Regions from separate parts of the Mus musculus genome. Here all the other regions are linked to region 1. A link is a contact called in public Hi-C, Micro-C and promoter capture Hi-C data. All regions are on one chromosome and are shown on one strand. The core of a region is the stretch at or near the end of the contact, and the rest is flanking DNA. Distances in the headings are between cores, read along the strand shown. Region 1 holds the start of Ptges2 (prostaglandin E synthase 2). Region 2 holds the start of Cdk9 (cyclin-dependent kinase 9 (CDC2-related kinase)). Region 3 holds the start of 6330409D20Rik (RIKEN cDNA 6330409D20 gene). Region 4 holds the start of Fpgs (folylpolyglutamyl synthetase).

What was found. Hi-C and Micro-C count contacts between places; a contact is called where the count stands out from the background. Capture Hi-C pulls out chosen DNA fragments and counts their contacts.
Region 2: a Micro-C map of embryonic stem cells shows a contact between it and region 1, with 5 times the contacts expected there. The contact joins the promoter of Cdk9 here to the promoter of Ptges2 in region 1. A contact is called at or near these places in 2 of 39 promoter capture datasets (cranial neural crest and liver), 4 of 484 Hi-C or Micro-C datasets (LSK cells, embryonic stem cells, liver and 1 more), 3 of 115 datasets of contacts at active chromatin or transcription factors (the SCID.adh cell line, embryonic stem cells and memory CD8 T cells) and 2 of 9 other capture datasets (adipose tissue and liver).
Region 3: a contact with region 1 is called in a promoter capture Hi-C map of adipose tissue. The contact joins the promoter of 6330409D20Rik here to the promoter of Ptges2 in region 1. A contact is called at or near these places in 1 of 115 datasets of contacts at active chromatin or transcription factors (pancreatic cancer cells) and 4 of 9 other capture datasets (adipose tissue, embryonic stem cells, liver and 1 more).
Region 4: a Hi-C map of the C2C12 cell line shows a contact between it and region 1, with 2.4 times the contacts expected there. The contact joins the promoter of Fpgs here to the promoter of Ptges2 in region 1. A contact is called at or near these places in 5 of 39 promoter capture datasets (the 3T3-L1 cell line, the SN4741 cell line, liver and 1 more), 1 of 15 datasets of contacts at CTCF or cohesin (embryonic stem cells), 10 of 484 Hi-C or Micro-C datasets (the AML12 cell line, the C2C12 cell line, the G1E-ER4 cell line and 3 more) and 4 of 9 other capture datasets (adipose tissue, embryonic stem cells, liver and 1 more).

The regions. Positions count from the first base shown.
Region 1 is chr2:32,394,426-32,397,826 of GRCm38.p6, forward strand. Ptges2 (prostaglandin E synthase 2) reads left to right here and starts at 1,465. Exons shown (of 7, transcript NM_133783.2): 1 at 1,465-2,125; 2 at 3,113-3,310. The coding sequence starts at 1,850.
Region 2 is chr2:32,711,114-32,714,357 of GRCm38.p6, forward strand. Cdk9 (cyclin-dependent kinase 9 (CDC2-related kinase)) reads right to left here and starts at 1,671. Exons shown (of 7, transcript NM_130860.3): 1 at 1,452-1,671; 2 at 918-999. The coding sequence starts at 1,543. Mir2861 (microRNA 2861) reads right to left here and starts at 1,775; the gene lies at 1,694-1,775. It overlaps Mir3960 (microRNA 3960), which reads right to left and starts at 1,859; the gene lies at 1,787-1,859. Gm33457 (a long non-coding RNA gene) reads left to right here and starts at 2,197. Exons shown (of 2, transcript XR_001783272.2): 1 at 2,197-3,244.
Region 3 is chr2:32,738,953-32,742,443 of GRCm38.p6, forward strand. 6330409D20Rik (RIKEN cDNA 6330409D20 gene) reads right to left here and starts at 2,064. Exons shown (of 3, transcript NM_027529.1): 1 at 1,498-2,064. The coding sequence starts at 1,808. All of the region lies in intron 3 of Sh2d3c (SH2 domain containing 3C), which reads left to right.
Region 4 is chr2:32,692,308-32,695,878 of GRCm38.p6, forward strand. It overlaps Fpgs (folylpolyglutamyl synthetase), which reads right to left and starts at 1,868. Exons shown (of 15, transcript NM_010236.2): 1 at 1,682-1,868; 2 at 286-414; 3 at 144-197. The coding sequence starts at 1,819.

The DNA of each region.
Region 1 (3,401 bases), core at 215-2,714:
AGGACGCCTACATTTCAGAAGACAGACAAGGGCAGACAGTCTGGTTTGTAACAGTGTACCCATTCCATTCTCTCTCTCTCTCTCTCTTTTTTTCTTCTTCTTTTTTTGAGACAGGGTTTCTCTGTTTACCCCTGGCTGTTCTGGAACTCACTCTGTAGACCAAGCTGGCCTCGAACTCAGAAATCCACCTGTCTCTGCCTCCCAAGTGCTGGGATTAAGGGCGTGCACCACCATGCCTGGCACCCATTCCATTCTTTTTTTTTTTTTTTTTTTTTTTTTCGAGACAGGGTTTCTCTATATAGCTCTGGCTGTCCTGGAACTCACTTTGTAGACCAGGCTGGCCTCGAACTCAGAAATCTGCCTGCCTCTGCCTCCCAAGTGCTGGGATTAAAGGCGTGTGCCACCACGCCCGGCACCCATTCCATTCTTGCAAACTGATCTAATCATTTCCTAAATGACTCAATTATTATTATGATCACTCCACTCCTTAGTTTCAGTTTATAGATTTTGAGGGCCACAGATATCCTAATGTGGTTACATTGGGGATAGTTTTCCCTGGCCACGAGGGAAAACCGTCCTTATTTGCTGGGTCCTTGGTTGAAGCACACTAGGATCAGAAGTCATAGGGAGACAGGAGACGTAGGTGAGGAGGGGAGGTGAACTTATCAGAAACCGAGAAGTGTGACAGGCAGTGGGGCCTCTCAGCCCAGGCTGCAGCGCCACCTTTCTGAAGTTTTGTTCAGTTTGGGGGCTTCAACAGCCTCATTTTCCCCAACAGTATAATAAGATTGGTAGGTACTGTTCTCTAGTACAGGTTTCAGGCATTTGTTCCAGGATGCCGTTCTGGCTAGCCCCAGGACTGTTCCGGGACAACTCCTGCCCTACTTAGAAGGCTGTGTTTGAGCTGGAATCCTCCGTGCCTTTTAAGCCCATTTTTCTCTTCCCAGCTAGGTTTTCACAGAAAAATACGTTGGGGCCACCTAGCCTTTTTCGCTCTCCTAGGCCTGCATGCGCAGGTTCCAGATGCGTCTGGGTATTGTGGGCTCTGGCGCTGCCAGGCCCGGGAGAAAGCGAAGGCGGTGGATCGTACCCAGATCAGACTCTGGAACAGCCATTCCCCTACAACTCCATACCCGCTCGCCAAGGAACCCCACCTCTCCCTCTCGATTCCACGCCCACTATAAGGCCCCGCCCTCTTTCGGCTTCGGGGCGGGGTCAAGTCAGGGCTGTCCGCGGAGAAGCCTAGGCAGTGGAGGTCGGGCGCTCCGTTAAGACAAGTAAATTCGCAAAGGCCTGGGGTGTCCTGGGAACCTTCGCTCATTCCCATTCAGGCCTGAGAGGTCTTCGGGCTGCCAAGCCGGCCACTTAGCGTGGGCCATTTCCGCGACACGTGGTTTCCAAGGCCCCCCGCTGGATTTGAGAAAAGTTTATGGTTCGCATCATAGCAGCAGAGTACAGCATTGCGGGAGGGCAGAGAGAGTCTGAGACAATGCAGCCACCCACTGGAGACCGCGTCGGACCTTTTCTGGGGAGTGAATGGGTCGGAAGACCAATGTTCTCCCTGCCATCGTAGATGCACGATGTGGAAACGCCCGACCACGAGTTACAGGTCATCATTGTACCCTCAGAAGACAGCGACGCCAAGCCACTTCCTAAGCCCCTGGGGTGTGCTTCTGCCTCTCAGACAGGCATGCGCTCTCAGATCCCTCAAGGACTCTGGTCCTACTTGGCGTCATCGTTACCCTAGGCAACACGCAGGCCCGGTACTGTCCCTTTAAGGAATCCTAGAGCCGCCCTGGTTGGGCCATTTTGGTTTTGCGCGCTCGCCCGCAGCGCCGGCAGAGCGAACATGGCCCAGGCGGCGCGCCTTTCGTGGGTGCTTGTCTCTAGCCGGTGCGCCCTGACTGAGGGGCTGCTCACACGACCCTGGCAGCCGCTCTCGGCACAGAGCCGGGCTGGCTTCACCAGGGTGGCTGCCGGAAGCCGGGGCGCCGCGGTCCGCAAGGGGAGCCCGCGGTTGCTGGGGGCGGCGGCGCTGGCCCTGGGCGGCGCGCTGGGGCTGTACCACACCGTGCGGTGGCACCAGCGTTCCCAGGACCTCCGCGCGGAGCGCTCGGCTGCGCAGGTAAGACTTGGCTGGCACGGACTGCTGACGGGGAGCCGGGATTAGCCCCGAACTGCTGAGAAGCCGCAGGGTCAGGAGAGGCCTCTTTCGCCCGCTTGTGACCTTGGGCGAGTGTCTTGGCCTTAAGAGTGCGAGGAGGGTGGTGCTATCGCCCACGACTTAGAGCTGTATGTATCGCATGCCATGGTCTGTATTGTGATTTAGGGGCGTGTGTGTGGCACCGGGAGTAATCTTTATGGAACGAGTGACCCTGACTTCAGACTCAGAACTGGAGGCGTGCTCCAGCCCACCGTGGCTCGGCAGCCCTGTAGACCTTTCATGAGTTGCAGTCTTTAGCCCTTCTCCGCCCTGCCTCCCATGCTCCTTTCCTGCACCCAGGAACTGGAACTGGCGCGGAGTCCCTGCGGTTCACTGCTCTCTTCTCTGCCCAACCGATTTCCATCTGAAGACTGAGGGGAGGGGGGCTGCAATTGTAGCAAGCTCACCTGAAGGCTTCCCTGCAGAGGAGCTAAATGCAGCCTCCTCCCTCTTCGTTTGGAGATCTGAGGTAGATCTCACTTCTGGCCAGTGCTGCCTGGCCAGTTGGTCAGCTCTGCCAGTTACTCAGAAAGAGTTGGAGAAGTTAGGGGTAAGGGGTGGGAGTGGAGGAGACCTTAAGGACTATTAAGCTGGAGGAAGACACACCCTAGGACTGTCTTCTGTCCCCTTTGGGACAGGAGAAAGATGAACTCGCTCGAAGGGGCGCAGGGACCCCCCCCCCCCCCCACACACACACAGTGTTAGAGCCTCCTGGCCCTGCGGTATACTTGTTGGGCACTTGCAGGTAGGCTGTCTGTCACTCTCTGAGCCCCTTGCCCACCTTTCCTCACTCTCTTTTCAGGGTCACCTTAGAGGACTTCCTGAAGAAAGGTTTGCCTGAGGCGGGTGTGGAGCAAGAGTTCTGGGACCCCAGGTGTTACAAGCCCCATTGTTTTTCTCTTCCCCCAGCTGCCCCTGTCGAACAGCCTGCAGCTGACCCTGTACCAGTACAAGACATGTCCCTTCTGCAGCAAAGTCCGTGCCTTCCTCGACTTCCACTCCCTGCCCTATCAGGTGGTGGAGGTGAATCCCGTGAGAAGGACTGAGATCAAATTCTCCTCCTACAGGAAAGTGCCCATCTTGGTGGCCCAGGAAGGAGACAGCTTGGTGAGCTTTGGGGATCTCATGCCTCCTTTCTGTCCCCAGTGATCTAGGAGTCACCCTAAATCTGATCTTGCTTTATACTCTAATAGAACTT
Region 2 (3,244 bases), core at 421-2,920, 320 kb after region 1:
AGCACTTGGGAGGCAGAGGCAGGTGGATTTCTGAGTTCAAGGCCAGCCTAGTCTACAAAGTGAGTTCCAGGTCAGCCAGGGCTACACAGAGAAACCCTGTCTCAAAAAAACCAAAAAGATCAAGAAATTTCCTGGGAATGGAGATAGTTGAATGGTTAAGGAAACTGGCTATGGTCACGTGTGGCAGTCCAGCCCTTTATTTCCAGCAGTCAGGAAACACAGGCAGTTGATCCTCTGTGAGTCTGAGAACAGCCTGGACCAAACAGTGAGTTCCAGGACAGTTGGGGCTACAGAGAGATTTTGTGTCAAACAAAACATAGAGTCCCTGTTTCAGGGAAACACACACACCACAGCACTGGCTATCCTCCCCCAGGACCCAGGTTCAATTCCCAGCACCCACACAGTGGATCTTTTGTCCCAAATGATCCAAGGCAACCTGGCACACCTTTCTGGCTTCCTCAGGTACCCAGGTACTGGAGAATAGTGCTGTACACAGACATGCCAGAAAACAGAAGACCCTATAGACGCAAAGTAAGACAAACAGCATTTTCCTTACAAAGGCAATGCTGCTGAGGCTGATGGAAACAACACCTTTCAGAACATCACCTTAAGCTCAGCGGCCTTTTAAACGGCTTGTGCACAAATGGTCTCTTCATACAAAACAAAATTCAACGCCAAGCTAAGCTGAAAGTTTTCTAGAGTCAACCTGCACTCCATGGGAAAAGCACAGGCTCCCTCCCGTGGCTCCCACAGAACTCTGCCACTAAAGCTCAACAGTGTAAATGGAAAGCCAAATTCCTTGTTCCATGGAAAACCGAAAAACACTAGGTCGAATCTCAGCACAAAACCCTTTGAAGTAGCGGTGTGGAAACCCAGCCAGGTTAGAAGAAGGTCGGCCCAGTGGTCCATATACTCACCCCCTCCTTCTCATTCTCCATCAACACTTTCTTCAGAGCCACCTTCTGGCCCGTCTGACGGTGCTTGGCTTTAAAGACTTCCCTGCAGGCACAGAGAAAGACCCAAGGGACCCATAAGGCATTTCCGCAGGGAGTGCCCCTCCCCCGCGCGAAGGGGAGCAGCAGGAGCCCAGACCCACGGCGGGCGGGGTGCGGCCTCGGATCCGGGACGCGGTCATTCCACACCGCGTGTCTTCCGTCCTCCTCCCGGCCTCTGCTTACTCCTACTCAGCCCCTACTCCTCCCCTAGAGGTGGCCGCTCACATTCGGAGTGGCTCTCAGCAACCCTACCCAACCCCCATCACGGGCCCCAGGCTCCTCCCCGCCAGTCGGCTCGGTTGGGCCGGGAACGTCTGCGCCGCGGCCGAGCAAGACCGGGCAACAGCCACGAAAACAGAAGCTTCCGGACCACCTCGGCCCGGGCTCTGGGCGACCCGACGTCGGCCCTGGAAAGTGCAGGTCCCGGGCTCGCGGTCCCACGCGGCCTAATCTTACCCGAATGTGCCTTGGCCGATCTTGGCAAGTTTCTCGTACTTGGTGACCTCATCGCAGAACGGGCATTCCACCGAGTCGTACTGCTTGGCCATGGCCACCTCCAGCGCGCCTCCGCCGCCGCCGCCGCCGCCGCCCCCAGCCGCAGCTCCCGCCGCTCCCGGTCCCGCCACACTCCAGGCCCCTCCGCGGCCGCGCCACTTCCGCCTCCACGGCCACTTCCGGCCTCGAGGTGCCGAGCCCGCCTCTTCCGGTCTCCGCCCGCCGCCAGGCCCCCTGGGACTTGTAGTTCCCGGGAGGCCAGGGGGAGCCGGAGCTGCAGAGGAGCCTCCGCCGCCGCCACTGCCCCCGCCTCCGCCGCCGCCGCCAGCGCTGTTGGCGGCCCCGATCGGGGGCGCAGGAAGCCGTGGCGCTGGGGCTGGGGCTCGCGGCGGTGCGTCCCGCTGCATTGGCCCGGGCCGTGCTGCTGCCGAAGCTGCTGCCGCTCTGGCTCCCGATCCGGGGCCAGCCGCAGTGCCCTGCTCCTCCTCCTCCGACGGCGCCGCCTCCGCCGGGCTGCGCGGGGCGGCGGGTGGTGGTGGGGGGAAGGCCTGGGGGCGGAGGCTCCCTGGCCAAGCCCGGCCCGGGGCGGCAGGGCAAGGGGGCGAGATAGGCAGAGCAGACGAGGAGGCGGCCCGAAAGCCCGGGAGGGGGCGCGTTATAAAGGGGGAGGTGCCCGTCCTGGCCTCCCCTCCCCCTCCGCCCACCCCCTCCCTCCTCCTCCCACCCTTCGCAGCCGCACCTGCCGCCGCCGCCTCCCGCCCTCCCGCTCCCAGTCCAGCGTCCGCCCTCGGCGCGTCACTGCTCGCAGCCCCTCCTCTGCCTTTGGAGGTGGGGCTCCGCACTAGACACCTGCCTGCGGCTCCCTCCTGCGTGCCTCAGTTTATCCCCCGAATGCCAGCTGCTACAGAATGGCCCTTCTTCCAGGACCGGGAGTGTGCTCCCGGTGAGGCGAAGGCAGGAGGTGCCGTGGGAGCGGCCTTGAGGCCAGGGGAAGAGAGAACTGCCCCCGCTGCCGCCTCCGTCGTCTCAGCCACCCGCCGTTGACATGGCAACTGACGGCCGCCAGGGGGCGCGGCGACACTGTGGGCGGTGAGCGATCAACGCTCAGGCCTAAACCCTTGGATCTTGTGTTGTCAGGATGGATCTACTACAACCTTCCTTCACAGAGCCGCGCCAAAGCTGGTCTGTCCAGAGTCAATCATCCCCAAAACTGTTAACATTGAGCCGGCACTCCTGATGCTTTTGAAATGGGCGTGAGCCGGGCCTTGATGGCGCACGCCTTTAATCCCAGCACTTGGCAGAGGCAGATGGATTTCTGAGTTCCAGGCCAGCCTGGTCTACAGAGCCAGTTCCAGGACAGCCAGGAAAAACAACAATAACACAGAGAGACAGAGAGGAGAGTCTGAAGTCTGTTCTGTCTTCCTCTACTGTCTTGAAATTCTGAGCTGATCATGGCCGATTTTTCCAGCGTTTACCTCCTGGTCTGTGGTCCTACAAGCTCCCTTCTGTTTCAGTTTCCCAATCCCTCCTGTCTTCAGAGTTGCCACCCCACTCTCCAGGGTCAGCTGCAGGCTTCCCGTTTGCTTCCCCCTCTTGTTTGATGGAGACAAGTCGTGGCTGGTCTGGTGCTCACACAGTAGTCTAGGCTGACCTTTGAACTCCAGGCATCCCTCCCAACTCACCGTATCACTGTGTCCAGCAGTGCTTTCCAGGTTTATCCCACATTGTCTGGGCTTGAAGATTCTTGGAAGGAG
Region 3 (3,491 bases), core at 814-3,313, 350 kb after region 1:
CTCTTCTGGTGTGTCTGAAGACAGCTTCAGTGTACTTACATATAATAAATAAAAAAATAAAAAAAAAAAGAAAAAAAGAAACCTAGGAAAGAAAAAAAAAAAAAAAAGCCTGGTGTGGTGGCACACACCTTTAATCCCAGCACTTGGGAGGCAGAGGCAGGCGGATTTCTGAGTTCGAGGCCAGCCTGGTCTACAGAGTGAGTTCCAGGACAGCCAGGGCTACACAGAGAAACCCTGTCTCGAAAAACCAGAAAGAAAGAAAGAAAGAAAGAAAGAAAGAAAGAAAGAAAGAAAGAAAGACAGACAGACAGACAGACAGACAGGAAGGAAGGAAGGAAGGAAGAAAGAAAGAAAGAGAGGGGAGAGGGAGGGAGGGAGGGACCACCCACCCACCCAACAAACCTATGGCTTCCTCATAGTCAAAAGGGATCTTGTGGGGCAGAGCTGGTACCAAGCCCCAAGGCGGAGGCTCAGACTCAGGACAATGTCCTTGGCCTTCTCCAGTCAGAAGCTCCACCAGAGTCAGCCCTAGATGAGCAGCAGCTGCTGCAGAGAGCAGGGGAGAGGTGCCAGCTCTTCGTGTAAAGGGTTCTCAGGCCAGGCAGGGAACCAGAGAATTGCACAGTTTGGACATATTTTATAATCCAACAGAACTAGGATTTATCTATTTATTTACTTGCTTGCTTGCTTGCTTACTTATTCAGTCACTACCCTGCTTGGTTCCTGTGGTGCTCGTCTTCCTGCAGGCGAGGCTAGTGCTCTATGCACAAAGCCATATCCCTTGCTCTAGATTTTAGTTTCAAGTCTGACAGTGACTTGGGTGGCTTGCTTCTCTGACACTTAGCATTTGCTTATGTGAAACAGGGGACTTTGGGGGCTCAGTGAGACTGTGCCACGAGGGGATGCTTGAGTCTGGGCCAGGGCAGCTGGCCTGGCCCCAGATTTCAGGGATACTGAGTCACTGAGCTGTTATAGCACGGGAGGGGTTATGTGAGGGAGTTGAGCTGAGGTAGGAGATGAACCCCACAGATCTGCTCTGTCTGGCAAGGCAGCGTGAGCCTTCTGAGGATTTGTGGCTCTCTCGTCTTTTTATGGAGTTAAGATATAGATTTTAGGGCTGTGGATATAGCTGGGGGTCTAACCTTTGCCCAGCTTGCATGAGGCCCTGGGTGCCATCTCATTACAGAGGGTAAAATACTTTAAACAATTATAAGGGGGATAACACCTGCTCTCTGTACCCAGAACCCCCAGTTCTTAAAGGAGTCCTAGCTTCTGTTCTTAAAGTCTCTGCCTATGGGGGTTGGGATCAGCTATTTCCAAACGCCATTCCTGCCCTGAAAGTGTTCTTCTTTGAAGAGTGTCCACAACTCCAAAATCCAAACAATGTCAGGGATCCTGGACTCTCAGGGTTTCAAAAGACCAAAGACAGAAAGTTTCAGTCACGGTATTCAGAGCTTCCAGTATATCTACATCTGGGGACCAGAGATGTGGACTCACCTGCTTGATGTCGCATAGGCTGTGGGGAGAGTTTGGATACCAGATTTATCTAGATGATGATGATGACGATGGCGACGACGACGACAATGATGATGAATCTCATGTATTCCCAGAATGGCCTTGAGTTTACCATGTAGCCAAAGATGATCTTGAACTTGTAATATTCCTGGTTTCACCATCTGGCTGTTGAGATTACAGGTGTGAACCACCAGGTCTCCGTTATGAAGTGCTTGGGATTTACTTGCTGGGCAAGCAGACATTCTATCAGCTAATGTGGTCCATCCAGATTTTGATTCTTTCTGTGTTGCCATTGGACTCCATGCCTATCCCTCGGTAGGCAAACACTCTAAGAGCCCCAAGTCTAGGTTTTGTGATGCCTAGTTATGACACAGTAGAGCATCTTTACTGGATAATTATCTGTACCGGGCAACTTTTTTTTTTTTTAATTGGGCGTGGTGACATTCACAAAGTTCAACACAGGTCTTCACCGTGCATTCCAGACATCTTCACACAAGCCAGTCGGGGTTTAAAGAGAAGGGCCCCAGGGTGGGAAGCCCCGCGAGTTAGAGAGGCAGGTGAGCCGCACTTGGCACTTTAACAGCCTTAGGAGTGTGGTACAGTCAGAGTGAGCCTGCCAGTCTAACCCTGCTATTCTCAATTAGAGATGAGAAACCCAAAGCCACAAAGGATTGGGTTAAACATGGGGATTTTTGTAGCTTTAGATCGAATTGAATTCAAAGTCCCTGCCGGTTCCCTCCAGGTCTGGAGAGGTGCGAGAGAGGGGAAAAGCAGGAGGCTCTCCGCGTCCGCCCTGGGGGGGCCCCTACTCCACCCCACTGCCCTGGGTGGCAACCTCTTGGCAGGTCCTGGGGAACCCGCACAGGGGAATGGGGTGGTGGTGGAGGGAGGAACAATGGTCCCCTCCCCTCCCTCTCCTCGCTCCCCTCCCTCCCCAGCTGGCTGGAGGGTGGGGTCTCCCCGCCCCGCCTCCCTGCTCCTCCCCCGACCAGGCGATGAGGTAATCGCGCCGCTGAGAGGCACGCGCAGCCGGTGCCCAGCCCGGTCGGTCCCCGCGCCCCTGCCCCTTCGGCCGTCACCCCTGGTACGCTCGGGGGACCCGGGTCTCCTGGCCGCACCATGACCGAGCGTTGCAGCCTGTGGAGTGCGCTGTCCGCCGCCGCCTGCTGCTTCTACCGTGGCTCGCTGGTACAGGTGCAGGTGAGGGGGCGGCATGGGGACCCGGGTCACTGCGCCCCGCCGCTGAGATGGGGACCTCAGTCCAAGAGCATCCCCGCAGGGTCGTGCAGTCCGGACAGCCAGCGAAGGGAGGGGGCGGGGTCGCCATAGCTCACCTCGGGGTGACCAGGGCGCTCCACGGGATGCGGGTGCAGGGTGCCATTCCTTGGACTCTAGACTGCAGGAGACGTGATAGGGAGTTGGAGCTGGAACTCGGGCTAGGAGATGGGGTTCCTTCTGTCACTTATGAGGTCCCTGCTGCTGACCCCAGGCCACCTGGCTCCCTATTGTACCAGGAACGCAGGGCTGGTGTCTAGAGGCTGAATGAGAGGCAGGATGCGCAGTGCACGCTGAGGACACCACGGTGTCACTACCTTCCTTCCATCTGGGTGGGCTCGAGGTACTGGGTTGTAGGTCTCCCAGTCCAGCTGGCCCAGGAGCGCAGGAGCGCACAGCGGCGGTGCGAGGGTTAAACGGAAGGGGGTGGAGGGGAGGACCCGGACCCCGCCTCTCTGCAGAGCATCCTCTGGGGTGGCTGTGCCTGGGGTTGGGATACCTAAGGGAGCCAGGGGAGTGGTGGGAAACCAGCTGGTAGGAAGGGGCTGAGACCCTGACAGAGGTTCTCTGCACTCCTGCCTCTTGGGCATCCTGGGAGATGCGGGGCACCTCACCTCTGAGCTCCCCCAACCTCACACACACACTTGCTCCGAGCCCGCCTGAATGACGGCCCCGCCGGCGGCGGAGCACAGCATCCCTGC
Region 4 (3,571 bases), core at 618-3,117, 300 kb after region 1:
GGCCAGCCTGGTCTACAGAGTGAGTTCCAGGACAGCCAGGGCTACACAGAGAAACCCTGTCTCGAAAAACCAAAACCAAAAAAACAAACAAAAAAAGGTGGATGGGCACCAGTCCACCACATGGACTCCTGGATTGCTCTTACCTTCCCTTTGGTCCCAGTGACATGAATAATGTTTAGCCGGTTCAAGTCCTCCACCTACAACAGACAGAAAGGTCCTCGCCTCAGCCACTGGGCTCGCACGCGCAGATAGGGTCGAGATGTCTTGCAGGATGTACAACCTTACCTGCAGTCCACTCCGTGCCAGGTACATCTCCATAGCCTCCAGCTGCGCCTGGGGGTCACTCCGTTGGCGCTTTACCTGCTCCAGGTAGCTGGCATTGGTTTGCAGGGTGTTGAGCGTGCGCACAGCATCCTAGCAACCATAGTCCCAGTTCAGTGAGGGTCCTTAAGGACAGAGAGACCCAGCCCACCAGTGGCAAAACCAGGGCAACAGGCCCGTTATACCAGCCACGCTGCCTTTGCCGACAGCTATTTGGTGGGACAGCCCTGGCATATCTCCAGTTCTAGCAAAGATGGGAGCCATGGGCAAGCTAGCCCCACCCAGGGAGTGCCAGGTAAAGCTGGCAAGATTAACGGACCTTCATTTCCTGGGCTGCCTTCCCCAAGCTTCTATGCCCTCAGCCTTCACACACAAGACCAACCCTGGAAGGAAGGTTTTTTCCTTAATCTCTCTACCACTATACTGGACACCCACTGAGTGGGGGCCAGGACGTTAGAAATCTAGGAACTTTGAATTTTGGAATATTTGAGAGTTCCACCTTCTAACCCTAAGACAAGACAATGTAAGTAAGCAATTAGATCTGGAAGAGGAGGTACAGAGGGAGGGAAAGTACACTCAAGAGTTGTCGGGCCAGAATCCACAGGTGGGTACAGACAGCCTCAGGAGACGGCTTTGGGGGATGGGAGTGGAAACAGAAAATAAACAGAGAGGCCTAAATGAGAGGCATTTGAGGATATAAATCCAGTCGTGTGTTTCAATTACCCTACATTCTGAGAAACCTGTGCTTAGGCAGTTCCTTTCGGGCACCAGCTGGGTCGCCTGCCCTCTTATCCTCAAGGCTTGGCTGGAAGCCTCACAGCCCTAAACCGGTGCCACCTGCCTGGCCAGCATTAAGTTCTGGTCATTGACAACTGACCCTGGCACAGTTTGTAATCTACAGTTTGTTCTAGATTCTTGGTCTCTTTATTGCCTCTTTTTCTGCCTGCCCGCCGGTCAATTCTGAATACTTAGATTCCAGTCTTCGAGTCTTGGAGACCCCAATCCCAGATCCTCCTGGGTACTTCCACTCTGTACTCCAGAACTCCTCCCTTCCCTTCATCCTGCATTGCCCTGCATTGGAACTTCTAAAACTCAATTCAGATTCTGGACGTTCTGGTGTGTCACCTGCGCCCATTCCCTCTGCAACACCGGACACGCGCTCTCAGAATTCCCACATCGGGCCACCTGAGCTCAACTTTCCGGTCTCTGTCACCTCCCCTGGGCTCTGGGATGTCCCCGCCTCTCGAGCCCCGCAACTTCATGCTCCGGTGCCCCCAGCAGCTGGCGGAGAGCGGAGCAAGGCTCCGGTGCTGCCCACGTGTCAGTACGGGACCGTTTGCCCGCGGGAACGGTCAGAAACCTGATACTCCATGCCCGGCTCCTGTGGCGCTGGCCACGCGCTCATCCCCCGCCGCGCCGCGCCCTCCGTCGTTGCACCACGCGCAGAAACAGCTGCCAGGGACAGAGTCGAGCACAGTCGGCTCCGCGCCCACGACATAGTCTTAATGCCACCGCAAGCTAGGCCTGGGCCGGAGCCGCCCCGCTTCGCCCCGCCCCGCCCTGACGCCATCCTAAGACCCACCAATCCGAGTCTCTAGATTTTCCCGGACCAATGAGAAGCAGCGCCTTATCACGGCCATCTTTGTGAGGGGCAGATGGTCCGGAGGTGCGCTGCTCTCGCCATGCTTCTAGGGGGCGCTCTGCCGGGGAGGGTGGAGGGAAGAGGGTGTTCCTGGGAGGGGGTCCTCCATCTTAAAGGAACTCTGTACTCTTTTCGTCGCTATCCTCCACAGGTCTGTGCCAGGTCTTAAGGACTTCGCTGTACATCCAAAAATAGCCAATCCGAGCCAGCAGTTCTCAGTCCCGACTCCTTGGCAGAGAAGCTCTGAGCTGGAATAGAATTACAGGGCTGGCAGATGCCTGTGTCATCAATTCCCAGCACCGAAATGTCCTGGCTCACGCAGACAGTGGGGATGCAGCCTTTTCGGTCAAGAATATGACCCCGTCTCTCCAGGCTTTTTTTTTTTTTCCCCTTCGGTTTTTCGAGACAGGGTTTCTCTGTACAGCCCTGGCTGAACTGCAGCTCACTCTGTAGACCAGGCTGGCCTCGAACTCAGAAATCCGCCTGCCTCTGCCTCCCAAGTGCTGGGATTAAAGGCGTGTGCCACCACGCCCGGCCTCTCCAGACTCTTAACTCACTCTAGAAGCCTAGGAAGACTTCCCGGAAGAATGACACCCCTATCGAGGCCTGTGGGGTTCGGGGGGGGGATTTCCAGGCTAAGAAGGAGACAGTGGGAAAGACTTCCATTTGGTTGGACCGGGTTGCTCCCGGGATGCTTCATCAGCAGGGACCTGGAGCCCCGTATGAAATTAGGTTTGGAGAAATGGCTCAGTGGTTAAGTCTCAAGGTTCAAGTCTTAGGACCCACACTGCGGCTCACAATTGTAGACTCCAAACTGGGGATCTGACCCGACTCTGGCCTCCAAAAGCACAATGCAAACAGGCAAAAATATTAAGTAAAGATAAAAAAATTTTGGCTGGGCAGTGGTGGCGCACGCCTTTAATCCCAGCACTCGGGAGGCAGAGGCAGGCAGATTTCTGAGTTTGAGGCCAGCCTGGTCTACCGAGTGAGTTCCAGGACAGCCAGGGCTGTACAGAGAAACCCTGTCTCGAAAACAAACAAACAAACAAACAAACAAATAAATAAATAAATTGGAGTAAATTTGCTGGCTTTAGGGGAAGGTGTGTAATCTTATTGGGGCGTTGGAAACTCCCCCGTGGTAGAAAGTGGATTTGAGGGCCCTCTGGGGGAGGGAACAGTAGTCTCACCTTATTGTAGGTGAGGTACTTCCATTTGTGGAAGGCACTGGACAACAGCAATGGGTTTTCAATCTCTCCTGCTTTTCTACATTGGGCTTAAATATTTAGCAGAGATTTCTATTTTAAATAAGCAAGGACTGTTCGGGGAGAAATCTAGACATTTGCTCTCTGAAAGTACTCCTGGCCTCAAACTCACAGACATCTCCTTGCTCTGGCCTCCTGAGTGCTGGAATCAAAGTGTCCAAGCATATATTTCAGTGAACAGCCTCACTCATTCTTGGCCCACTCCCCCCACACCGCCCCCATGGAGTTTCATCTGTAACCCAGGTGGACCTGAGACACCATAGCTGCACCTAGCCAGTCTCAGAGTCTTTATGTGGCAAAAGATCACTTTAAACTCCTGGTCCTGCTTTCACTTCCACAGCTCAGT